7 separate regions of the Sus scrofa genome follow, and regions 1, 2, 4, 5, 6 and 7 are each linked to region 3. Evidence: chromatin contacts called from public Hi-C and HiChIP or PLAC-seq data. All regions are on one chromosome and are shown on one strand. Each heading gives the region's core, a stretch centred on a gene start, on an enhancer-like site or on the middle of the called end of the contact. The rest is flanking DNA. Distances are from core to core; before and after follow the strand shown.

Evidence for each region. A called contact is a pair of places that touch in the nucleus more often than the background predicts. HiChIP or PLAC-seq counts read pairs in DNA pulled down with a chosen protein or histone mark.
Region 1: an H3K27ac HiChIP or PLAC-seq map of skeletal muscle shows a contact between it and region 3. The contact joins two enhancer-like sites. A contact is called at or near these places in 2 of 47 Hi-C or Micro-C datasets (liver and skeletal muscle) and 1 of 2 datasets of contacts at active chromatin or transcription factors (skeletal muscle).
Region 2: a contact with region 3 is called in a Hi-C map of liver, with 4 times the contacts expected there. The contact joins two enhancer-like sites. A contact is called at or near these places in 2 of 47 Hi-C or Micro-C datasets (both in liver) and 1 of 2 datasets of contacts at active chromatin or transcription factors (alveolar macrophages).
Region 4: an H3K27ac HiChIP or PLAC-seq map of skeletal muscle shows a contact between it and region 3. The contact joins two enhancer-like sites. A contact is called at or near these places in 1 of 47 Hi-C or Micro-C datasets (skeletal muscle) and 2 of 2 datasets of contacts at active chromatin or transcription factors (alveolar macrophages and skeletal muscle).
Region 5: a contact with region 3 is called in an H3K27ac HiChIP or PLAC-seq map of skeletal muscle. The contact joins two enhancer-like sites. A contact is called at or near these places in 1 of 47 Hi-C or Micro-C datasets (liver) and 2 of 2 datasets of contacts at active chromatin or transcription factors (alveolar macrophages and skeletal muscle).
Region 6: a Hi-C map of liver shows a contact between it and region 3, with 3 times the contacts expected there. The contact joins two enhancer-like sites. A contact is called at or near these places in 1 of 47 Hi-C or Micro-C datasets (liver) and 1 of 2 datasets of contacts at active chromatin or transcription factors (alveolar macrophages).
Region 7: an H3K27ac HiChIP or PLAC-seq map of skeletal muscle shows a contact between it and region 3. The contact joins two enhancer-like sites. A contact is called at or near these places in 2 of 2 datasets of contacts at active chromatin or transcription factors (alveolar macrophages and skeletal muscle).

What each region holds. Positions count from the first base shown.
Region 1 is chr7:4,271,630-4,275,215 of Sscrofa11.1, reverse strand. No RefSeq gene overlaps it. Among named protein-coding and RNA genes, the nearest start is that of LY86, 170 kb to the right of the region's middle. Within about 2 kb of position 2,090, at least 44 of the 83 cell types and tissues checked have an H3K27ac peak or open chromatin away from gene starts, as enhancers often do. A contact at or near this core is called in skeletal muscle, where this site is marked.
Region 2 is chr7:4,298,657-4,302,066 of Sscrofa11.1, reverse strand. It overlaps LOC110261768 (a long non-coding RNA gene), which reads right to left. Exons shown (of 4, transcript XR_002346278.1): 4 at 1-3,410. Among named protein-coding and RNA genes, the nearest start is that of LY86, 190 kb to the right of the region's middle. Within about 2 kb of position 2,071, at least 12 of the 83 cell types and tissues checked have an H3K27ac peak or open chromatin away from gene starts, as enhancers often do. A contact at or near this core is called in liver, where this site is marked.
Region 3 is chr7:4,590,651-4,594,148 of Sscrofa11.1, reverse strand. All of the region lies in intron 6 of RREB1 (ras-responsive element-binding protein 1), which reads right to left. Among named protein-coding and RNA genes, the nearest start is that of RREB1, 80 kb to the right of the region's middle. Within about 2 kb of position 1,653, at least 17 of the 83 cell types and tissues checked have an H3K27ac peak or open chromatin away from gene starts, as enhancers often do. A contact at or near this core is called in liver and skeletal muscle, where this site is marked.
Region 4 is chr7:4,224,912-4,228,379 of Sscrofa11.1, reverse strand. No RefSeq gene overlaps it. Among named protein-coding and RNA genes, the nearest start is that of LY86, 120 kb to the right of the region's middle. Within about 2 kb of position 1,354, at least 66 of the 83 cell types and tissues checked have an H3K27ac peak or open chromatin away from gene starts, as enhancers often do. A contact at or near this core is called in skeletal muscle, where this site is marked.
Region 5 is chr7:4,194,189-4,197,685 of Sscrofa11.1, reverse strand. All of the region lies in intron 2 of LOC110261765 (a long non-coding RNA gene), which reads right to left. Among named protein-coding and RNA genes, the nearest start is that of LY86, 88 kb to the right of the region's middle. Within about 2 kb of position 1,260, at least 3 of the 83 cell types and tissues checked have an H3K27ac peak or open chromatin away from gene starts, as enhancers often do. A contact at or near this core is called in skeletal muscle, where this site is marked.
Region 6 is chr7:4,176,993-4,180,644 of Sscrofa11.1, reverse strand. No RefSeq gene overlaps it. Among named protein-coding and RNA genes, the nearest start is that of LY86, 71 kb to the right of the region's middle. Within about 2 kb of position 2,009, at least 39 of the 83 cell types and tissues checked have an H3K27ac peak or open chromatin away from gene starts, as enhancers often do. A contact at or near this core is called in liver, where this site is marked.
Region 7 is chr7:4,244,884-4,248,293 of Sscrofa11.1, reverse strand. No RefSeq gene overlaps it. Among named protein-coding and RNA genes, the nearest start is that of LY86, 140 kb to the right of the region's middle. Within about 2 kb of position 1,798, at least 16 of the 83 cell types and tissues checked have an H3K27ac peak or open chromatin away from gene starts, as enhancers often do. A contact at or near this core is called in skeletal muscle, where this site is marked.

The DNA.
Region 1 (3,586 bases), core at 841-3,340, 320 kb after region 3:
CCTCTGGCCACATGTGCCGGTGCAGACTGTGCCCCGCTCAGGGCCGTCCCGAGCCCGGTCGCAGAGCCCCTTCGTTCTCCTTAGCAGCAGCCTGGGGTCCTGGGGCATCGGCGCATGTCCAGTGTCCAGGGGCTGGAGCCTGGGGTCACGTCCCCGGGCAGCTGACTGCCCATGCAGTGCATGGCCACGCCACCAGAGTGGGGGCCGCTCCTGGGGGACCTGGCGGAAGACAGGGCGCACTGGGGCCCTGTTGGGTGGTGTGACCTTGGGGACCTCTGTCCTGCAGCCTCCAGAGCCCGCCCCGTCGGATTGGCTGCTGCCCTGACTTGCTAATCGGAGCCTCCGCAGGGCTGGTCGGGCAGCCGCTGAGCCGGGCCTGCGCTGTTTTTTCTCAGCCGTTAACATGTCCCAGCTCTTCTTCAATGTCAAAGTGTTTTCCCAGGAGCGCCAGGGGTAGCATTTCCCCGCCCGCCTTATCAGCCTTAGCAACCAGAAGCCCGGCTTCCAGGAAAGCAGCCACTCGATCCAACCTCGCGAAACCCATTCCCCAGCGCATCCAGGCCAGGGCTGTCAGCCCCAGCGCTGGGCAGCAGCAGGCTTTTAGCTGCGGCCACGTGACTTCAGGTCCAATGGGCCAGATTTCCCCCCCCTCCCCGGGCGCCGTCTCACCGCCCGGCTGCTCCCCCATGTCCAGAGTGGTGGGAATGCTTGGGGCTGTGGCGGAGGGGGGGACCTAATTCCCTATGTTTCTGAAAATATCCCAGGCCCGGCTGCCCTGACTGCTTCCCTGGGCAGAGGCCGCATGGCTTGGGCTCCAGGAAGGCCACCTGCTTGCTGAGTGGCCGGCTGGGTGGCCCTGGGAACACTCCCCTGCCGTGGGGGGGCCTCGCTGCGGCTCTGCTCCCCACCTCCTGTGAGGCGCTTGGGGAAAAATAGCTGTGACGCTGACATGCCATTGTCAGGCACTTCTGGGGCCTGGCAACGTCTGCAGTTGGTGGGGTGGTGCTTTGGTGGAGCTGCGGAAAAGCAGGGCTGTGTCTTGTGATGGGAAGAGGCTCTTTTCCTAACCATATAAGTCTTCCCGAGAGAACCAATACAGAACGCGGTCACTCTGGCTGGGCCGTCTTTCCACAGCCGCCCGGGAGCCCTCTGGCCCCGCTCACCGCATCTCCTGTTTCATTTTCCATGTCCTCTCGGGTTGGTAACTCAAGGAGCATCTGTGGCTCAGGAACAGCTGACGGCCCGGCAGCTCCCAGCAGCGGCTCCTGGGGATGGGGCGCGGGGCGCTGGCTGGCAGGGGCGCTCATGATGCCCTGTCCCCAGGGCCGTGAGTCACTGGCAAGTGAAGGATGAAGGCCTGGGGGGTGGGGCCTCGGTGCCCAACCCAGGGGATGTGGCCTCGCGAGATGAGTAATGAGACCTGAGCGAGCGTTTCTCACGGGAGGCTCCCGCCGGCGGCCCTCCCGTCACACCCTCCTCCGCCGCCCACGTGGCTGAATCCGGGAGCTGGAAGGAGCGGTGCAAAGCCTTCCCACCCCAGCCCTGTACTTTCCAGGTGAAAAAACGAAGATGCAGAGGAGAAGTGACTTGACCCAGGTCGGGGTAGAGCGGCGTGTGAACCCAGAGCCGTTAGTCTATACACCAGAAAGCTCGGGGGCTGCCAGCTCCTCCCCGCCCCCGGGTGTGTTTCCCTTGTGCCCAGGAGGTGAGTGCACCCCTGGGGCAGGTGGAGAGGTGAGCTGGAAGGTTCAAGGCGTGGAAACCCAGGACGGCATCTCTCCAGGCTGGTCCCTGCACCCCTAGCTCTGCCGGCCCCTCCCCCTGCACCCCCAGGCCTCTCCCAAAGGTGATGGCTTTTCCTCCTGACTCAAACTAAATCCCCACCCCGTAGCCTGGGGGAAGAACAGGTGGAGTCCCAGATTAGGGCGCCTGGGAAGACCACGGAGGGCCGCCCCCTGCCTCCAGCTGTTCTTTATTGAGCGCCCGCAGTGAAGGGAGCCAGGAGAGGCCTGGGAGCAGAGCAAGGCAGGGGGAGTGGCGGCAGGCTGGGGCTGGTGGCTGAACCGCAGAGGCAGCCAGGAGGTCCTCAGGCTCTGGCTCCTCCTGTCGCCAAGCCCTGGAGTGGAAACTTCTGGAACGGCCCTGAAGGTGACAGTGTGGGCAAGGCCGCTCCCGCAGGGGGCTGGGGTACCTTCCCTCAGAGCTCTGGAATGCACACATGTGTTTATCTGCAGAGCGTTCCCCCCCCCCCCCCCCGCCCCTCCCACTCTGTGCACCCCTGCTCTCTCCCCGGGCTCACATGCCTTGGGCATTCAATAAACATTAAAAAATAGCAACATCCGAGCCACTGACCTTCATGTAAAGGCTTTGAGACCACGGTTCCTCTTCCGTGGGGCCAGACAGGCAGGGCCTGGGAGGGGAAGCCAGGAACACACCCTGGGCCCCGGCAGCGGGGCAGCAGGATCCAGGTGTGGCTTGGACTTTGCTCTGACCCCAGCTGGGTTCAGAGGTCACCATAAGTGAGATGGGGGCCCCTGATGTTCTATAGGAGATGCTGGGTTGTGTGCCCTCTACCAACCAAAGGACAATGCCTGCCCACCTCACCCCATGCCTGTAGACATCACGGGGGGAACAGGTGCGCTGGCCATCAGCCTTTCAGACCCTGCGCTGAGGCCCCGAGGCCGGGACGCTTCTGTCACTTCTTTTCTTGGCCTGCCCATCCCTGCCTCCCTCACCGAGAACCTTCCACCATTGATCAGCTGAGACTTCCTTGTCTGGTGGTGAGGAACGGAGGGTCTGGGGTTTTCCAGCCGGTCTGAGTCTTAACATCCGGATCGCTTCCTTTGACACAGAAATTATGCCGCCTTTACCCGCAAGGCCTGGTCAGCGGAGTCCAGGCAAAGTCTTCTGAGCCAGCTGGCTCCTTCTTCTTTTTCTTCTTCCCCAAGACTGGGAGAGGGTGAACTCGCAGAGGGGAGGGGGCCTGAGGGTCTGGACCCGAAAAGCAAGGTTCTGTCACTGCATTAGCCTCCCCCGCCCCGAACCGGCTGGACAGATGAGGCTCTGAGGCTCTGTGAGCAGCGGGGGCTGCGGCTGGCAGTGGGTGGGGTTGCCCCCGGGGGCCGATGGTTCGGGGCCCAGAGCCCCTCCAGGGCCTGACGGTGACATCTGAGAGGCTCACAGGGCGACGGGCACTGCTGGAGGAGTGCTCCGTGCGTTTGATCCTTTTCTTGTGAGGTCTATGCCCATCTTACAGATGAGGAAACTGAGGCTCAGAGAAGTTAAGTAGCTTCCCCAAAAGGGTCACTTTGGTTTCTGAGCCACTTCTGAGGTCCTGGATGTCATGAATGACTGGGCTGACCAGCCGTCCCATTTGCCAGGGACTCTCCCAGCCTGAGCAATGAAACTGCCCCGGGAAAGCCCTTAGTCTTGGGCAAACCTGGGGGGCTGGTCACTGGCTCACACGCTTGTCCGTTTCTCCCTCTTTCTTTCCTGTGGCACATCTAGCGCTGCTCATCTTCACAGCAACACACGGTTAACTTGGACTATTCCCTTGGGAAAGGCGGGGAGGGGCCACGGGGCTGGG
Region 2 (3,410 bases), core at 822-3,321, 290 kb after region 3:
GCCCCCTCCGGCCCTGCCTCATTCCTGCAGGTGTGGGAAGGACCTGAGGTGGGTTCCGGGAAAGGGCGTTGACTCAGTGCCTCCCCGTGGCAGCGGGCCCACTCCTGCCTCCAGCACAGATGGCTGGCAGGGGGCGGGGGAGGGGGGACTTGCTGTGTGTGCCCCGCAGAAGGCTGGGGGCGGCTTGGCAGACCCGCGGGGGAGGGCACCCAACCCCTTAACAAAGGCGGCAGGCAGCCGCGCCAGGCAGCCAGCGCGCCCCTGGGTGCTGCTCCCTCCTACAGGGACAGCAGTTCACACCCACCCTCCCGGCAGGGCGCCCGGCCCTCCAGGCCTCCACCTGGGACGTCCTTCCGCCGCCGCTTCTCCAGCCCAGGTCCCCCATCGCCTCCCATGCTGTGCCCTAGCTAAGTGTTACCTCTCTGCCTCACCGGGAGGCTGCAAGCTCCCCTGAGACCAGGATTTTGCATCCATCCCCTGGACCACTGCTTCCCAGGTGCCTGCTGCCCGGGGGGAGAGCTGAGAGCACGGACGGCGGGCAGCCCCAGTGACATCACTGGACAGGCTCCCCGCCGGCTTCCTCGCTTCTGCTTTCACTTCCTACCATCCATGCCTCGCAGGCCCCCAGAGCGCAACACAAATCCCTTTACTTCCCTGCTTAGACCCCCTCGCGGCTTCTGGTCATGGTTCCATTAGAACCCACTCTCCTTTCCACGCCTATGAGGATCTGTGAGCTCCCTCAGGGGGTCTCGGGCAGCTCTCTGCTCTCACCTCCTGCCCCACCATCGCATCAGCCTCCAAACCTGGCCCCCACCGCCCGCAGGCTTTGGCCCCTTCCTCCCCCTGGGCTGCTCGGCTCAGAACCGCCACACTGGGGCCTTTCTTCGCATCACCTGAGCACTCCAGGCCTATGACCTCTCTCGACCCCAACGTCCCCGCTCGGCTTTAGTTTTGCCTAACGTGCTAGGCTATTGCTATTCCAGTACCCAGGCATTTTTCACCTGTTTTTATCATCCTCCTTCTCTCGAATGTGGAAGTTCCTTGGGACTTAACTGGCCTGCTTGGTGTTTTACCTCCAGCGCGAGACTGGGGCTGGCACCCAGGAGGACCTCAACCCGTATTTGTTGAATGGATGACTCGATGGACAAAGGATTTGGTTTGGAGTTTGTAGAATCTATCCTTCGATTCTGGTCCTGGTATCAATGCTTTTCTCCCCGGCTCGCTCCCTTGGAAGAGGTAGAGGCTTTTGAAATGTTCAGCAAGCCGAACACACGTTTCTCAGTCCTGAAGGTTGGTGAGGGTGTCAGGGATTGAACCTTGGTGGTACTCGCTGGCCTTCACAGCGGCCCTTCAGGGTGTCGGGGGGAACACTGCATGGTTACAGAGAGCCTTCAGGGAAATTCACCGCTGATGTTAGCCTGGGAATAACCCTCACTGCTCTTTTTCTTACAGTGCAGATACCACTCGAAGGGGCTTCAAAATACTCTTTAGAGTCCAGACAGTAATACGACATGGGTTTGTCTTAGGTTATTTGTCAGAAAGTACCAAGTCTGGGCAGGTGAGTTTTTTTGGATAATAAAGCATCAGTCTCCTTAGTCCTGAAATTTAAACACAAAAATGAAAGTCTTTTTGCCAGAAGCCTGTCAGAGGGCAGGCTATTTATCTGCACCTACATGTCCGGTGAACTCTCCTTGAGGTGGTCTGGGGAAAGGAAGGGGCTCGCTGCCAGAATTAGAACAGAGAAAATGACTCCCAGACTCTCCTGTCTGGGTCCTTTCTCTCTCGTTTTTCTTTTTCTTCCTTCCTCTTTTCCTCACCTGTGACATGGAAATTCAAAAAGTTTCTCCCAGGTTTGTTGCTTTGCAAAGTCTCAAAGGGAAAAGCAAACAGACTTGTGTCCTGTTAGCAGGTGCTGTGTCTGACATATGTTCACATAAACCATCAGTCACACTGATAGACCCCTTAGGAGGACACCCAGGAACTGACTTTCCAGGTCCCAGCCAGCACAGTTCTTCCTGATTTTTGCAGAACTCTTTATGCTTAGATAATATAAAGAAGATTTTTACCGTGTGTCCTTTAAACACATTGCCCAGTCACCACACACAGGGAGATGGAATTATTGCATCATCAAGAGAGAGGTTCTTTGGCCTAACAAAGAAACCATTTTCGTTGCTGTCTCTAGAAGCTTCCAAAAGAATTTTTGAAATGAGCTCAAGGTGCCAGCAGTCTGCCTCTGTCTCAGGAGGACAGCTTCCTTTGAAGATGACTAAGGGTACCTGCTTTCCTTGTACTTGAAAGACTCTGTACCTTCTATCAGTGATAATTCAGTTGCAACTGGCATGAAGCCTGATCTAAATAGGCTTAGCAAAACGGAATATGCCGGCTGGTGTAACCAAGGAGTCCAGAGTACACGGGGTGTGGCTTGAGGTGAGATTGTATTCAAGCCTCAGGTGATAGAGCCCAGCCCTGGTGTGACTTCTTTTCTGAGTCAGGGCTCTCCCTTTGCAGGACGGCTGCCAGCTGCTCTCAAGGTGTGTGTGTGTGTGGGGGGGGGAATGCTGGATTCAAAAAGCGAAGATGATTGGCTTACGATTCCCAAGCAAAGCCTCAGAGCCTCTGATTGGGCCAACAGCCTGCCCCTGAACCAATCATACGGCCAGGAGAGTGTATCATCTACTGATTGGCTAACCCAGGTCATACGATCCACTCCCTGCCAGCTGCCTCTACCCAAAGCCAGTGGGCTGAGAATGGGGCAGCAGGTGATCTGTAGGGATCTGGGGATGGTTATAGGAGAAAGGAGTTGCTGGACAGCCAAGCTGCAGATCTCTGCTGTGGACTAGCTGCATTTGCACAGACAAGACAGACTAGAGGAAGTGGTGGGGCATGAATAATTTCCAAGGATTCCTGCAGATATCGTTATGCTTTCTTTGGGGAATGATTTAGCCAGAAGTAGAAGTTTTCCAAATGGCATGTCATTAAAATCACCAGGAGTTTTGGATTCTAGAGATTTGTGGTGGGACCCACTGAGTATGTTAACTATGATCGATCATCTGGTCATTTTTAAAGATGATCCTGGGTGATTTTAAGGTCAGATGGAGTTGGGAGCCTTACCGTGCCCCTCTCTTCTTGGCAGGGCGGGCTCCAGCAGAGGGCTGACCCAGGCCAGTGGCTCTGCGCCTGCACCTGTGCCCCCACTGCCTGCAGGGTCAGGGCCAGACCTCTCAGCCTCCTGAGTGCCGGACTCAAGTGGCCTTTCCAGCTCATCTCTTACTCTTTCTCTGTATGTACTTTAAGACATTAAAAAAAATTTTAATTGTTAAAAGTTTTTAAAAACCTTTAAATGTTTAAAAATTATTATTATTATTTTTTACCTCTACATGTCTTTTTTTTTTTTTTTGGTCAGACGAGAT
Region 3 (3,498 bases), core at 404-2,903:
GCAGGAACCCCCTGCCTCCCCTGCACCTCTGACACCCACACCTGGACGGTTACACACCCCTGCTCTCTGGAGGGTGTGCCGGCGCCCGAGGGGACCTCTTCCGAGGATGGAGGAGTGAGTTAGAAAAGCCTGCTCTGGCTCCTGCCAGGGTCTCTCTCCTGCGTGTCCCTAACATGATATGCGCCCCACGACCCCCTGCACAGCTCCAAAGTCCACAGTTCCTAAGATGAGGAGCAAAATGGATGTTAATTCCCTATTTTATAATTACGATTTTCCAAAGAAAAAGACCCATTTCAGAGATTGGATTCTTTCCAAATGAGATCCCTTTCAATCCTTTCAAGTATCATCACTTCTTCACAGCTCTGCCGTCTGGCACTTTCTGGAAAGTTGTGCAAACTGCAAAGCTCAGTGCCCTTTTTCCTACACTGCACGCTCCCAGAGGGCGGGCCCTGGCTCAGTTTCCCAGGTTTGTTTTGGAAGACAAGCACGGCTCAATCCAAACTTTCAACATGGGAGCAGACTGATAAGGAGTTCTGGGAAGTTAAAAGCCGGAGCCACGGGGATGTTTCCATGATACGTGTTTTGCACTGTGATGGCAGCCTATTATTCTGCTCAGGAACTAGGCTATTTAGAAAGGTTTGGGATAAAGGATTTTCAAACCTCAAAAACATGAGAATCTGCAGACAGGGATGTGGCAACTTGAAAAACTATACCGGATATGATACTAAATTGAGACGGTCTCTCCTCCAAACTTTTTCAAAATAAGCTGGAACTGGCATCACTCTAAGTCTCCCTATTTACCAAATATACAATTCCTTTTTATTTTTTTACATTTGTAAAGTTTTGGTGGCATTTTATTTACTGATTTACAAAGTGGTGATAATTTCTGCTGCACAACAAAGTGATTCTGTTACACTTTACACTTGCTTGCATGTATTTATTCATTTATTTATTTTTGTCTTCTTAGGCCTGCACGTGTGGCATGTGGAAGTTCCAGGGCTAGGGGTCAAACTGGAGCCGTAGCTGCTGGCCTACACCAAAGCCACAGTAACTTGGGATCCAAGCCTTGCCTAAAACCTACACAACGGCTCATGGCAACGCCGGATCCCTAACCCACTGAGCGAGGCCAGGGATGGAGTCCATGTACCCATGGATCCTAGTCAGGTTTCGTTCATCGCTGAGCCAGGATGGCAACTCCCCACACTTGCCTTCGAACGAAGTTTTAAACTCTGTGTGCAGTGTAGGTAATGGGCTTATTAATGCTACACTGCAACTATCAACGTGACCACACGTAATTTGATCTGCTACCTGATTCTGTGAAATGTTTTTTTTTTAAATAAATATGACGGTTCTACTGGTTGACGGTCCTCTCATAAAACGACAGTGAAGGAAACACTACAGAAGGACTGATTAGCCTCATAAACAAAGACAACAAATGAACTCTCATAAAATGACTCGTGGCCAAAGGAGAGAGAGTTGCTTTATAAAGTGGGTAGCTGCAACGAGTATCTCCTCATCAGCTAGGAATAACTGGAAATGGAGAAGGATGCAGCTCTCGAGGTCCACACTGTGAGATGCATAGTGAAGCCCTCTAGGGGTTAAAGCAACCAAAATCTGGGGTGGAGTCCAGATCTGCCTCCTCCAGCACGCCGCTGGGCAGTAAACACGGGCAAGGCGGGGCTCAGCCAGGAAACTTGAGTGCGTGCACACATACGCAGGCACACGGCACTTGGGCTCGTGTAGATGACCTTGAGAACGGGGTGAGCCGGGGGCTGAGGGCAGGGGCACTGGACCAGCCTTGTGCGATTAGGCCTCGGAGAACCCGACCTACAAGTCCACACTACAGGGACTCACATCACAGAGGGGTCCTGCAGCCCTGAGGGGAGGGACTGACACTCAGCACAGAGTCCTGTCACAGGTAAGGGGGCCCAGGGCAGGTGACAGTGAAGGCAGAACAGGGCCCTAGGGGTAGGTGCCCAGCCCTGGCCATCGGCTCCCGGCTCAAGAGTCCCAGCTGCTGCCACAGATCTTGAAAGCAGCAGCAGCAGCAGCAGAAGGAAAATGAGACACAGAACTTCTTGGTTTTGAGCAGCAAACACACAGTCCACTGACTTCCTTTCACGCCTAGAAAAATCAAACAAGGATGCAGCTACTCCAGACTCGGGCCCTCACTCTTCTTTTTAATTCCTGCACACACATCCCAGCGGGGCTCTGGCCCCTGATTAATGTAACACAGGTATTTGCTCAGGAGAGATCACAGCTCACCACTGGAGTATCAGATTCTGGAACAGATCCACCAGGACAAATAAATCTAACTCTACTCTCTCTGGCACATTTTTGTAAGTGTTTTCACATTTTTATACACATTTCTTTCCAAAAGCACAGTTTCACCAACAAGGGAAGGTGGTGCTGATTGCGACTGAGGACTGAAAACCAAGTGCTCTTTTAACGCATTGTTTGCGATTTTCTACAGAGAAGATGAAATAAAGGCAGTGTGATCAACTCAAATATTCTAAATAAAGTTTTGATGTTTAAATTACCAGTTTAATCTAGGAAAGAACAAAGGGAAAAATAACTTCTTCATTCATTTTCTGGCATTATATGACTGTTCAGCCGTTACACCTTCCCTCAGTGGCACAAAGAACAACGACATTAATGACCATTTATTTAAATTTATTTCTAAGTCCTAGTTAACTAACCATTATCTTATGTGCTTGGCATGTGTTAAATCATGAATCCCCTGCAATGTTCCAATTGGCACAGTAGCACCGCCTTCTACAGATGAAGTGACCAAGACACAGGGAGGTCAATGAACCTGCCAGGGTCACACAGCTCGGAGTGCTCACCTCTCGAAGGTGATCACAGGGGTGCCTTCAGCTCTGAAAGCACCAACTCAGAAAGACCCCCGACCCAGCACACTTCCATGGTACCCTACAAGCCTTCAAAATGCTCCCACAAACACTCACTGCGTTTGAGCACAAGTTCTGAATGAGGTTTTGCTATGCCCTGTTGGTAAAGCAGAGAAAACTGGAGATTTCCGAAAAGTTCTACAGAACTGGGACTAGAACTCGGCCCCCCAACGATTAGCCCCCTCCTTCAAATCAAGATGACTCACAATAAATGAAATCAGCACAAAATCCAAAATTAGCACAAATGAACACCCTAAGGCCTGCTTTAACAATACTTGTAGGAGCTCCCATTGTGGCTCAGCAGGTTTAGAACCCAACCAGTATGTGTGAGGGCACGAGGACGTGGGTTCGATCCCTGGCCTCACTCAGTGGGTTGGTTAAGTATGTGGTGCTGCAAGCTACAGTGTATGTAGGCTGGCAGCTGCAGCTCCAATTTGACCCCTAGCCTAGGAACTTTAAGGGCTTCAGGTGCGGCCCTTAAAAAACAAACTTGTCAACAGCAATTTACCAAAAACTCCAATATGCACTGTTCATAAATGAGAAACATATCTTAGGGTACTATCAAGAGTTGTGCTATAAAAAATTCAAG
Region 4 (3,468 bases), core at 105-2,604, 370 kb after region 3:
GACTGAAGCCCTTAAGTCACCTGCCTTTGATGCTTGCTGGGTGCTTCTGCCTTTCAAACAGAAGGGATGCCCACGGCATTGGGTGCCTGCCCATGACGGGCGTCTGTAGGCTTGGTTTGTGTTATTCTGATGAAGTTTGAGTCTAGGTCAGTGTGTCCACTTTGGTCACATTATTAGAATCCCCCAGGGAGCTTTTCAACCTCCCTTATGTCCAGGCTCACCTCGCAGGCTCATTACATCAGAATCTCTATGTTGGAATCCAGGCATGGGGGGGGGGTTTAAAGTCCCCCCACCAGCCAGGCCAGAGCACAGCCCCCGAGGGATCAGGGTCTCTGCTGGAGGTCAATGGGGGGGGGGGTCAAGGGAGTAAACTCTGGGAGCAGAGGCCACTCACCAGTGCTGGCGGCAGCAGCATGAGGCCCTCCCGAGGTGGGTGATGCTGCGGTTCCCGTGCCGACTGTCTGCTTGGCTCCATGCTTACCTCCGCAGAACCACCTGCTGGATTTCAGGTTTGAGGGCAGCAGGTGGTAGAGGCTTTAACTTCCATGCCTCCATTTCACCATCTGAAAAATGGACGTAACGGCACCGCCTTCTGGGATCCAGTGCAGTTCTGGGCACACAGCTTCGGGCAGCTCATAAAAGTCACCATTCGCATCTGCACATAACCCTCCTAGGGTGCGAGTTGGGGCAGCAGTGAGTGAGAAGGATAGATGCGCACTGTACAGACGAGCTTGTTCAACAGGCCGTGAGGACTCTGGAGGGATTTCGGTCTGCGGGGATCTGCTTTTGGAGTCCTGGAGACGGGGGCGGGGGGAGGGGGAGCAGGAGATCTGGCCACTCGGGCCGTCCTCACAGGGCCCCGGTGCACTGTCCTGCTTGGACTTTGTTGCTTTCCATCTTTTCTGGAACATTCCGGCCAGCGCACAGCTTAGGGAGCAGGTGATGAAAGATTAGGGCTCCCATTACCCGGGCTGATGGAGTGGTATCTAGTAAGCGGGACAGGGAGAGCCAGAAGCCTGGTTCTCATCCTCCCTGCTGGTCAATTACCTGACTGGCTACGGTCAGTCGGCATGAGTGACAAGGGGCACATTTTTCTAACTGGCTCCCGCAGGGCCTCGCCATCAGCTGAGAAGCAAGCCTCTGCCGTGAGGTGGGGCTCTGGGCTAGCCACGCGGAACAGGAGATACTTATTGGAGCGGCTTCTTATCTCTGGTGTGCCTTCCTCCAGGGGACCTGTAGTCATTACGGGAACCCTTACTTTGCTAAGTCCCGGCCAGCGACGGCGGTGTGCGACTCTCACTGGCGGCCATCTTGCCCACAGAGACTACAAGTCCCAGCATTCATCGCGCGCGTCCCGGCCACGCCCCCTGCGAGCGGGGAGGCCCGGGCCAGCCCTCGCCGCCCTGGTAGATGTCCTTCCGTAAGTCAGGCGAGCTCGCAGCCTGCCACCCCGGCCTCAACTTGGGTACACGCTTTGTTTCAGTGCAGCGGTGGCGGCCCGTTGGTCCCCGCGGTTTCTTTACCCCGTGATGAGCCAGGAAAAGCAGATCTGCGGCAGAGAGCTGCCCCAGGGCTCATTCATTCCACCATCCACCAGAACACTGGCAAGACGGAGGGTTTTGTCAGATGGGAGCTGGGGTAGTGAATAAAAAAAGTGAAACCAGATGTTCTTCCCTCTGGTTGCTTCATATCCACGCAGGGGCTTGGAGGAGGAGGCCGTAAAAATGTCACAGCCCTTGATTCCTGAGGCCAGATTTACGCTCTGTGTAACCTTCCACCATAAATCCCCCACCTCGCTGGAGCGTCGGCTTCTGAAGGGGCAGAGCCCAGCTGCAGCGGTGACCAGAGGCTGCAGAGGATGCAGAGTGGACGAGGCGGGGGAGCACGGGGGCAGGGAGCCTGGCTGGGAATCAGCGGTTGCTTTTCAAGAATTTTCAAGTGGGCAAAAGATGTTCCAGGATTGACTTGGAGTTTGGCCTTCTTGGGAGATAAGCCAGGCTCTATTTTGCATTTTAGCCTGAAAGGGAACATGATTGCTCTTTGGAAAGTACTGGTAGAAGCAAGAGAACTCAGTAAGGACGGAACCCAGAGAAGCAGGGTTGGTCCAAGTGCCCCTAGGAGGAAGGAGAGGTGGACACTGCCCCAGGAGGGGGCATCCTCCAGAAGCTGGAATGTGCCCTCAGAGCTGCGGGAAGGGGAAGCCCTGGGACTCTGGCTTTGCAAGGACCGTCCTATCTGCCATGGGGGGATGGGCCTGTGGGGGTGGGTCACGAAGGAAGCAACAGCTTAGGAGGCTCTGACCAAAGTCCAGGCAAGTGATGACGGTGGCTTGGTCCAGGTGGAAGCCACAAACACGGAGAATGGAGACTGGGCTCAGATGGGAAGAAGCAAGGATGCCTCCCAGTTTCTGGTGAGCGGCTGAGTAGACAGTGGTGACGCCACTGAAACGGAAGCCTAGAGGAGCTTCAGGTCTGTTGAGGGGATTAAGACTTGGGTTTAGACACATTTAGAAATGCTTATAGAGAATTCCCATTGTGGCTCAGTGGGTTAAGAGCAAAGAACTGGTATCCATGAGAATGCAGGTTCCGTCCTTGGCCTTTGCTCAGTGGGTTAAGGATCTGGTGTTGCCGTGAGCTGTGGTGTAGGTTGCAGATGCGGCCCAGGTCCCCTGTGGCTGTGGCTGTGGTGTAGGCTGGCAGCTGCAGCTCCAGCTGGACCCCTAGCCTGGGAACTTCCATATGCCACAAGTGCGGCCCTAAAAAGAGAAAATAAAGAAGAAACACTTAGAGACACCTCCAGGGATGCTTTAGTGACCTGGTGGGGGTGGGGTCTAGAGATGGGAAGAGAAGCGGGGGCTGGGCTCTTCGTTATGGAAGATACTTAAGAAGATAGGCGTGAAGCTCCTGCTCAGGCCACAGCTGCCCTGTACTAGTGATGCCCTGTACTAGCGAGTGTGGTCACCTCCTGACCTTTGTATAGCTGCCAGCCAGTGCCAGGGGGCCTTGGGTCATGGCTGCAGACACACGGGTGACAGTCCTCCCACCTGCAGTTGGCGTCTCTCCATCTTCCCAGCTGGGCTCATGAGGCCGCCACGATTTCACTGCAGGCCTTCCTGGTAGCTGCCGGCCTCTGGTGGCCCTTCCCACGTGACAGGAAACCTCCTTACCAGCCTGACCCCAGACCAGCGGCAGTCTCCCCAAGTTCTCCATTTCTGTCTTTTTTGCATCATCTGGCTCGAATGTTCTGCTCTCTTAATATGTCTCCAGCTTGTTGACATTTTTACAGTGGGCATAACCTTATTGTTTCATTATTAGTCATTAAATAGGAATGATTTGCTTTTTCGTTTGGGCCATGTGGCTAAGAGTGTTGCACTAGTTTCTAGCACCTTCTAAACGGCCAAGTTCCGATAGCTTGAAACAATGCTTCTAGGAATGTGTCTAAACAGCTGGTGGTCAGGATGCCAGTCAG
Region 5 (3,497 bases), core at 11-2,510, 400 kb after region 3:
TTTTCTACATTACTTCCTAAGAAGATGCCTCCCCCCCCAGGCAACTCAGTCCTAACATGCTCTTATTCCTTTTTTATTTTTTGCCTTTTTAGGGATGCACCCGCGGCATAGGGAGGGTCCCAGGCTGGCTAGGGGTTGAATCGGAGCTGCAGCGGCTGGCCTATGCCACAGTCACAGCAATGCCAGATCTGAGCCACGTCTGCAACTGCAGATCACGGCCATGCTGGATCCTTAACCCACCGAGTGAGGCCAGGGATCGAACCTGCGTCCTCATAGATACTAGTCAGATTCGTTACTGCTGAGCCACAATGGGAACTCCCTATGCTCTTCTTTATTCACAACTCCTGAGCCAAGACATGGCTCAGCAAAGTGCCTCTTGGCAGATCAAGGGCAAAAATAAGACCTGAGAGGGGGCTTGGTGGCCCTGGACCCCAGAAGTCGCTGGAGCTGCTGTGGCTGGGTCAGGAGAAGTGGACACCGACTGTCCCACCCCAACCCCTTCTTACATGAGCAACAGCTATGAGCCCCTTCCTGCTCCCCCCACTGCCAGGCCGCACTCTCTCAGTGTGGGCACGTCCCTGGGGCGGGGGGCTCCCGTCTTTGTGACTTTGTGAGCTCAGAGGAGGAGTCAAGGACCCGCAGTGAGTGAAGGCAGCATTCTTTGGCGACACGCTGCTTTCTGACCCCCGGTGGGTTCCCGGTAGAGGATTCTGGGAGAGTCCTGATGAGGATACAGCAGGCTGCCCACCTCAAGGGACAGATGTGCCCTGCCGTGTGGTGTTCGGTGGGGAGCCCCTCGGAGTCCCCCTCTGCTTGTGATGGCAGCGAATGCAAGCACAGGGCCCGCAGAGCCCCAGTGCCGGCTGTGCGCCTGTACGCCAGAGGTCTGCCTCGGTTTTTGTTGTTGTTGTTGTCTTTTTAGGGCTGCACTTGTGGCATATGGAGGTTCCCAGGCTAGGGGTCCAATCGGAGCTACAGCTGCCAGCCTGCACCAGAGCTCACAGCAACACTGGATCCTTAACCCACTGAGCGAGGCCAGGGATCAAACCCGCCTCCTCTAGGGTACTAGTCGGATTCGTTTCCGCAGAGCCACGACAGGAACTCCTGCCTTGGCTTGTTTTTGAAGAGGGGACATCGCTAGCCTCTAACTGGGTGCTTCTTTGCCTCTCCCAGGGCTGGTATCTTTCTCTCCGAGCCTGTCCAGGTCACAGGTCACTTGGGAGCATCTGGAATGGGCTGGGCTGGACCTCGTGGGGTGACAGTCCTCACCACTCTCTTAAGAGCTGGGAGATTTGGAACTGGTGGCAACTGGTAAAGTTTTCAGGGGTTGGTAACCAGCTGGTGCCCCAGGTTCTGGGATCAGCTTTCTTCAGCTCTTTGACATTTGGCGTCAGAGGCGTCAGGAAGCTGGCACAGGAGAGGAAAGAACCTTGCCTGCCTGGTCACAGATGCCACCAAATGGACAGCTTTGAAAGACTCAGCCAGAGTTCCCTGGTGGTGCAGCAGGTTAAGGGCCTGGCATTGCCACTGTGTGGCTTGGACTGCTGCTGCAACTCAGGTTCCGTCCCTGACCTGGGAATTATTGTATGCCATGGGTGAAGCCAAAAAAAAAAAAAAAAAAGAGGAAAGGAAAAGAAAGATTTGGTCAACAGTCCAGAGGGTCCCACGGAATAGCCCTGGGACAGCTTTCAGAGCAAAACCTCTCCTTCCCCGACTGCTTAGCATCTGCCTGGATGTTGGCCAGAACCCATGAGCATGGCGTTCCCATCGTGGCGCAGCAGAAGTGAATCTGACTAGGAACCTGAGGTTGCAGATTCGATCCCTGAACTCACTCAGTGGGTTAAGGATCTGGTGTTGCCGCGAGCTGTGGTGTAGGTCACGGATGCAACTCGGATCTGGCATTGCTGTGGCTGTGGCGTAGTCCAGCAGCTGTAGCTCCAATTGGACCTCTAGCCTGGGAACCTCCACATGCTGGAGTGTGGCCTTAAAAGGACAAAGGACAAAATAAATAAATAAATAAATAAAAGCACCCATGAGCACCACAGTGCCGAGATGCTTGGGTTGACGCTGGTGGCCGTAGCAACGGACAGAGAGACCTGGTCCCTGATAAGATCCAGGCAGGGAGGGGAGGCCAGGGCGGAGAGGTGTAGGTGGGCTCGCTGGAGAGTGGAGCCCCCTTCCTGCTTAGATGGAGCCCCAGGGGGGTCCATTACAGGTGCCGACTGTGGTCAGACGCCGAGGAGCAGGTGCAGCTCAAGCCCAGAGCTTGTTAGACACTCAGGCAATAGTCAACCCCTGGGCTCCATCAAATAGGAGATTGGCTGCCACAGTCCTGACCATGGGCCGCTGACCTACTATGTGCCCAGCCTCGTGGAAATATATACATGGAGGATTTTTCTGGAAAGAGAGTGGGTGATATCTCTCCCGCCAGCTCTTCAGGAAGGCTCGCCCTCACCCTGCCGAGAAGGAGACAGGCCGGACCCCGCCCCGCCCAACCCCGTGGAGAGGGGAGGGCTGCGTGTGGGAAGCCTGCTGTTGAAGCACCGGGCTCCGTGCAAAGCTGTGAGCGCTCATCCCTTCCCGGGACCTCTCTGTGCCTCAGTTTTCTCATCCAGGAAATGGGGCCAGGGAGGTGATCTAGGGGCCTCTCCAGTCCTGCATGCCCGTGTGTCTGGGGCGGTGGAGTAAAAGTTTACGAGGCACCTTTACTGGTTTGTTTTCCTCTTTCTCCTTCCGTTTCCTGGAAGCCGTCAGCTGGAGGTGGGACGAGCTTTCCAAATGGACAGGTTTCTTGTCCTGCCTTCGCTCCCTCCCTCCTGCCTGCCTTTCGTCCTAAGCTTGCAAGTGTCACGCTAAGGTAGGCAATTGTAAAAAGTCATTTAAGCCGGCCTCCATCCTCCTTAAGGGCCAGATTCTCGGCTCCTCCTCCCAGCCCCTCCCTCTGTGGCTGGCAGGTCACCCGTCAGAATTCTCAGTGGTCTCCCCGTGCTTCTTCGGTGCCAGGGAGCTTCAGCCCAGCCCTGGCCTGGCAGCATCTGAAATTGTTTATTGGCGGCAGTAATTCTCAACCCAGGAAAAAAAACAAAACAAAAACCAAAACAAAAAACCAGTGCCTGGAGATTTTAGTGCAAATGGTCTTCACTGGGATTTTTTTTTTTTTTTTTTTTTTTTTTTTGGTCTTTTAGGGCTGCACCTGCAGCATATGGAGGTTCCCAGGCTAGGGGTCGAATTGGAGCTATAGCTGCCGGCCTACACCACAGCCACAGCCACGCCAGATCCGAGCTGCGTCTGTGACCTACACCACAGCTCACGGCACTGCTGGATCCCCAACTCACTGAGCGCAGCCAGGGATTGAATGTGCAACCTCATGGATCCTAGTCGGGTTTGTGACCGCTGCGCCACGATGGGAACTCCTTCACTGGGGTTTTTAACCTTTGCCACGTGATGCTGCTGTAGACTCGCTCTGAAAGCTGCTCTTAAAGGGACTAGACTTCCTG
Region 6 (3,652 bases), core at 760-3,259, 410 kb after region 3:
TTTCCAATCCTTTAAGGCTAGGTTTCTGGGTGCATTTTTTTTCTTTTTTTTTCTTTTCGTTTTAAAAGTTTTATTGAACCTTGGTTTACAAGATTGTGGTCATTTCTGCTGTGCAATAAAGTGATTCAGTTATACATGGACACACACCCATTCTTTTTCACTGGGTGGTTCTTATTTTATTTTATTTTTGTCTTGTTAGGGCCGCACCTGTGGCGTATGGAAGTTCCTAGGCTAGGGGTTGAATCAGAACAGTAACGGCCGGCCGACACCACAGCCAGAGCAATGCAGGATCCGAGCCTCATCTGCAGCCTACGCCACAGCGCACGGCAACACCGGCTCCTTAATCCACGGAGCGAGGCCAGGGATGGAACCCGCATCCTCATGGTTCCCAGTCGGATTCGTTACTGCTGAGCCACGACCAGAACTCCCTCACCGGGTGTATTTTTGGTTAAGATTTTTAAATCATGGTTTTTGCCTCAAATAAATAAATACATGAAAAAATATAAATAGGCAAACAATCTATAAACAGATGAAATGTATAAATAAAGGAAATAAATATAAAGCGAAATTAAAATGTTTGCCTTGTGAAATGTGCTGTTTGGAGAACAAATATTCACTTGCTCCAAGGTCGCTCGGCTTAGATAAAAACCTTTAAATTCAAAAGCCTAAAACAAACAAAAAACAAACAAACAAACAAAACTCCAAAAAACCCCCCAAAACAAAAAACAAACAAACAAAACAAAAGCCTGGCCTGTCTGCTCTCACACTGACTAACTCGTGCTTAGGGACACGCACGACCTTAAGCAACCTTGATTGTACCCTGCGGACTTATTTATTAATCTATTTAAACAGAAAAACTTAATGTTATCATTGGCGTTGCAGGTGTATTTATTTATACTATCTTTCCTTTTGGAAAAACACTGTGATCATGTAACCTGTCACCTTTAAGGGACTCCCCACAGGCTCACAGGGGGGAGTACAGGTTGTATCTGGGCACGAGGAAGAGTTAATCTATTCTGGCTTGAAGCGCAGTGGAGTTTGGTTTTGTCCCAGGTTTGGCGGTAACAAATGCCTTCCAGAAAACAGACTCTTCGTTTTGGTGCCATATTCTTTCAGTCCTGGCACAGCCATGGAGCCACTGTGTCTAGGCTGGTTGACGTTCCCAGGCCAGGGGGAGATGGCATTTTCTTTTCCTTTTGTGGCTGCACCTGCCACATATGGAGGTTCCCAAGCTAGGGGTCGAGTTGGAGCTACAGCTGCCGGCCTACACCACAGCCACAGCAACGCCAGATCTGGGCTGTGTCTTTGACCTATGCCAGAGCTCACGGCAACGCCGGATCCTTAACCCACTGAGCGAGGCCAGGGAGCGAGCCTGCACCCTCACGGATACTGGTCAGGTTCTTAACCCACTGAGCCACGACAGGAACTCTAAAATGGCATTTTTAAGAAAGCAGAACGCAGATGCCTCCTGGTTTATGGACACCTGCCCCCACCTAAAACCAGCCCGCATCTGGGGTTCGGCGTCTGTGGGCCTTTTGCACAAACACACCTCCCCCTCCAAGCTTAAGCCCAGATGCTCAGGGGCCCCTGGTGGGGGGGGGGAGCCCAGAGCTTCCTCCCAAGTGCATGCTCCCCCACTGCTGAGCTCACAGCCACTGTCCCCACCCCCACCCAGGGGGTCTTGAAGGAGGAAGGTTTCACGCTTTGCAGCTGGGTGGCTCCCCTGTGTCAAACCTTTGAATGGTGTCCCCCTGCCTTCGAGGGAAATCAAAATCCTAAGTGGCTCCCCAAATCCGGCCTGGCCTCTGTGTGCCCCCCCAGCTCCCTCTCCATTCCCCCGCCCATCTTGTCACTCCCCCCACCCCAAATCTGACCTCAGTCCAGTCTCCCCCTTCCCCCAACGTGTCAGGCTTTTCCCTGGATCCCTGGTCTCTGCGCAAAATGCCCAGAGTGGGTTTGACTGGCTTTCAGGGAGTCCTGCGAACGTACTGTCCAAACTTCCTTGTTTTGATGGGAAAACACATTCCAGACCAACTTTCCAAACCACATCCGGGGCTGAGGGAGCCGTGAGCCAGGGCCTCCCAGGCTCTGTCACACGAACCCAGTTACACTGGGAGAGTCTGGGCCTGGCGGTTGCCTCCTGCCTCCTGCCTCCTGGGAGACCCTCTTGCAGAGCTTTGGAAGCTCAGACACAGAAGGCTGACCCATCTGGTGCCCCCGTTCAGTCAGGAAGGCATTTGGAATCGATCTGGGCAAAGGCTGAGCTCCAGGGCAGCTGTAAATAGTGCAGATTCTCCCCAGAAGCTGCGAGAAGAGCAAGCAGGCCCCGCAGCAGCCGCCAGGGTCGCCTGGGGCCGGAGCCGGCTCCTGCTCAGGGGCCAGCAGGTGGGAAGTGGTGTTTATGGCAGTGGCTTTTCCTCCAGTGGCTCCTATGAGTTCCCACCTTCTCTCGAACCTTGCAGGAGACCTTTCCTTTCCTGGCTTCCAGTGCGTGCTAGAGCTGAGGCTCGGTCTCCGAGTCGGAAGCCATAGAGGCAAGCATCTCCAGTCACTCATCCCACTCAGCAGGTGACTCTTTTTGGCTGCAGGGGAAGCAGCGGCCTGCTGGGGTAAGCCCTGGATGGTGGACCAGAGTCAAGGGCATCCCAGGTGTACAGACTCCCGGGGGGCGGGGACTGCACCCCCGCTGGACACTCTGGACCATTTTCAGGCAGATGGAAAAGAGAAAACCTCCAGGGGCATCTTGCTGGAAGCAAAGATGTGGCTCTAGGCAGACCTGGTGGGTGTGTGTAGGATGGAGGAGGAGCCGCGTGTGTGTGTGTGTGTGTGTGTGTGTGTGTGCTGGTTCTTTACAGAACCATGGGTGTGACAAGCCCAGGACTCGCTCAGCCTCTGCTGGTGAGTTTTCTCTGTTGTGTGGCCACTCCCTGGGCTGAGTGTCTGTAACCAGTTTCCCAAACGCTCAAGCCCTGTCCTAGGGACTTAACTGTCTGACCTCATTTCTCAGCCCTGGCCCCGCCCACGGTCCGGACTTTGCCCCTGCTTAACACCCCAGGAAACAGAGGCTTATGCTGCTTCTCCGAATCCTCAGGCCAGGTCCCTCTGTTGCCACAGCCCACGAGATCTTCCGCCGTCTTTTGTCTGGGCAGGGACTTGACGGAGCTGGGGGCCGTGTCCCCTGCAAGCCTGCAGTGGATGGAGGAGCCTAAGGGCCATTTCTGTTCTTCTCAATATGTTTTGAGCCACACAGTGAAAGTGGCTGGAGGCTGGGGTTTGGGGACGGGGGGGGACTCCTCTATCTTCTTTCCAGGATCACGTCCACATTCCGTCCGTCTGTGCTCTCACCCCGACTACAGTCTTTGACCCTTGGGGTCAGGTCTGGACTCTAAACAGCTTCCGCAAGCCTCCAGAGCCTACCGCTGTCTGAGCAGGGCCCTAGTCCTGTCTCTGAGAAGGTGGCAAAAATCCATTTCAATCAAACACATCCTGGGAAAGCCCATCAGACCTGTGCTTGCAAGAGGAAGACACGTGGGCATTGCTGCTGGAAAAAACCTTGTCTGAGTGGCTCAGGGCTCGGCCACAGCGCTGCTCCCTCAACCCCACCGCCTCCCAGCTTCTTGTTATTTCCTGCGGAATCCTCCAGCATGCTCAG
Region 7 (3,410 bases), core at 549-3,048, 350 kb after region 3:
GAGTCAGGAACAGGTGAGAACATTTTTATGGTACACAACGTGTTTTTTAATCTTGACAGTTTTCTTTAATTACGTGTTTGGGATGTGAGCTGCGGGAACCTTGCAGTCTGACTTGGCAGGGGCGTCACGGAGCCTCTTGTTGTTCCTCTTTGCTTTGTTTTCATGTCGCTTTTATGCTTCTTGACTTATTCGCCTTAAGCTTTAGGTTCCTGGGGTTTAAGGTCAGACCAGAGGCAGAGCTTCCACAGGTTCCGCAGGCCTTACAACCAGAGGTCTGGGTTTTCCAGAAGTTCTACGAAAGTCGGCACAGCTTTCTTGGGGCCGGCCTCGCCTTGGTGATGAAGCAGCAAAACCTGAGCCAAAGGCGAGCTGGGCAGAGGGTGACTTTGCTAAAGCCGATGCTGCTTTCTCACTGTGGACGTGAGTGCCCAGGCCCCCAAACCACAGAGGACCCCATGGACAGAGACCGCCTACCAGCTCCCCTGAGTGTCTTTTCCACTCCAGTTTCCCCCGCCTAACACTGGGAAGCCAAAGTCATTTATTCCTGGGCAAAACAAAAACAAACAAACAAAAAACTCATTAAAAATGCTTTTCCTGGAGTTCCCTGGCAGCCTAGCAGGTTAAGGGTCTGGTGTTGTCACTGCAGTGGCTCCGGTTGCTGGTGTGATAGGGGTTCAATCCCTGAGCCAGGAACTTCCGAGGGATCATGGCCACGGCCAAGAAAAAAAAATGCTTTTCCTGTCAAAGAAATAAGAACCATTATTCTTTAGGAAGCTGACTTTTACACTTTGTGAAAAAGTCAAAGTCATACCAGCACTGGATTCTTTCCTTTTGAGCCATCAAACTCCTAGAGCAGGTGTTTAGATCTGAGGGACGACGGTCAGGAGCCTCGCCCGCCCATGGGCAGTTGACCTGCCTCTGGTGTACTATTTACGTTCAGGTAAACAATGCCTTTTCATTTTTCCACTGTCGGCAGGATAGTCCAAGGATCAGATCACCCTAAACGGTGATCTGGCACATGATTGGCCGCAGAGGACGAACTCACGTGTCGTGCTTTTTTTCCCGGAGGCAGCGGTAATGAGGAGGATTAGAATAGGGTTGGGTTAAATTCAGCTTCCGCTATAGATAGCCCAAAGATTTCGTGGGATAGGCTTGTAAAAATCCATTTGTTGTTTATCTGAAAATCTCATTTAATTGGGCACCCTGTACTTTTAAAATTTGCTAGATCTGGTTGGCTAGTCGGGTTAGAGCTGGAAAGTCTTCACTGGACAGCATCCTAGCATCCTGCATCCTGAGAGATTCCCAGCATGCTCTCTGTTCCATTTTGTTTGGCTTGCACCTCTAGATGAGCCCGCGGTTCTTGTGGCTGCTGCCTCCGTCCCCATGAGAAAGACGGAAAAATGAGTTTGTAAGGATCTCTCTGATCCTCAGTGAATACCTTATATGAATGAAGTTATCACTTTAAATGAACCCCGTCAGCGGCCCTTGTTACCTCAACTCCTAACATCTGCCTTCAGGCCATGAGGGCCGGGGGGCGGAAGGGTGGCAGAGGGTGGGAGGGGAAAATCTGGAAGATGCAATGATTAGACCCACTCTCCCCTCCGCTGTTCTAGAATAGCTCTAGCGGCAAAGAAGAAACGCGGCATCGCCGAGGGATATCTTCTGCTCTGAGCGATGCTTCTGCTCCTGGCAAAGTTTTCAATGTGCTTCCTTCCCGGGTGTCCCGGTCTATTGTTTTCAGCTGGGCTCCGCACGGAGCTGGAGCGCTGAGTCTCCTTCTATAAACTGACCCCTGGTGGTTGCTATAGCAACTGCAAAGGGAGCGCCCTGAGCTGGGTAAACAAGGCTGATTCCCAGGGCTGGGCCGGGGGAGTCCCGTGTGCCTGAGAAGGGGTTTCTGGGGCGAGTCGGAAAGGCTGCAGGACAGCCCCCCTCATTCCCTCCCCGCCCACTGCCCCACCCCTCTCGCTCCCCCTCCCCCCTCCCTCCCTCCTCCCTCCTTCCTCGCCTTCCCTTTGCCCTCTCCCCTCCCACCAGACCAGGATGTGGGAGGGAAGCGTGCAGGGGCCTGCCTTTGACGCCGGGGAGCTGAACACCGTACCCCTGAAACGACATCTAAACGTTCCCCTAGAGCCCTAGGCTAGAGATGTGCCAATCTGACCCTGACAAACCAACCACCTGTGTCGCTGCCACACCTGCTTCAGGCCCGAGCTGCCGTGGGTGATGCGGGCCGGGGCTTCGCGGCCTCGGCGGCGCTCTGGGGTAATCCCGCAGGCGGAACCCGAGACAGAAGCGCAAGGTTTCTGAGGCCTGCGTGGCTCGCCTGAGGCTTTTTCCTGTTTTGGAAGGAATGATGGCGAAAGACATGTGGTACCTAAGAGGGCTGTGCCTCTGACCCTCAACACAGACACACGCAGCACACATCTGCACACACGTGCATGCACATGCAACACACATGCACACACACGTACACCCATACACACCCACACAAACAATACACACATGTACACATGTACACAGAGATACATAGTAACATATACATGCATACATATACATGTACACACATGCACACATGAATACACATGTACACACACAAGTACCTACACGCATATGAACACAATACACATGCATACACACGCACACATACGCATGAATACACTCACATGCAGACACATCAATACATAATACAGGTGTGTACACAAACATACACACTTCCATATACATCCATAATATATAGGCAGGTATATACATATTCATATACATGCAAACGCACATACACCTGCTGGCAGGAAGCCTTCCGCATGTAACAGCAGAGGGTGTATCTTCAGTTTTCTCTGGTTAGTTCTCTCCTGCCCTCATCCAGTTGAAAGTTTTGTATGTTAATATGAACTCTGTGGCGCATCTCACACCACGACTTGCCTGGAGGCCTCCTAAAAAGTTCCTCCACACGGATGGATTGAGGGGAAATCTGGATTTTATATTTTTCACAGGCCAGTACAGGTTTTCATTTTTTTCTATAAAAATCAGTATTTCTGGAGTTCCCATTGTGGCTCAGTGGTTAACAAATCCGACTAGGAACCATGAGGTTGCGGGTTCGATCTGTGACCTCGCTCAGTGGGTTAAGGATCCTGCGTTGCTGTGGCTGTGGTGTAGGCCGGCGGCTACAGGTCTGATGTGACCCCTAGCCTGGGAACCTCCATATGCCACGGGTGTGGCCTGAGAAAGACAAAAAAAGACAAAAAAAATTCAATATTTCTCAATTTCCCTGATGGGAAGTCTAGTATAAAGAACTATATTTACTTTTATAAGAATTGTTTTTATGGGATTCTTAATTTTCTAAAGTGTTCACACAATAGAATCTATTATTTCATTAGCTCCTTATAGTGAGCTCCAGAATCATATAGGGAAAT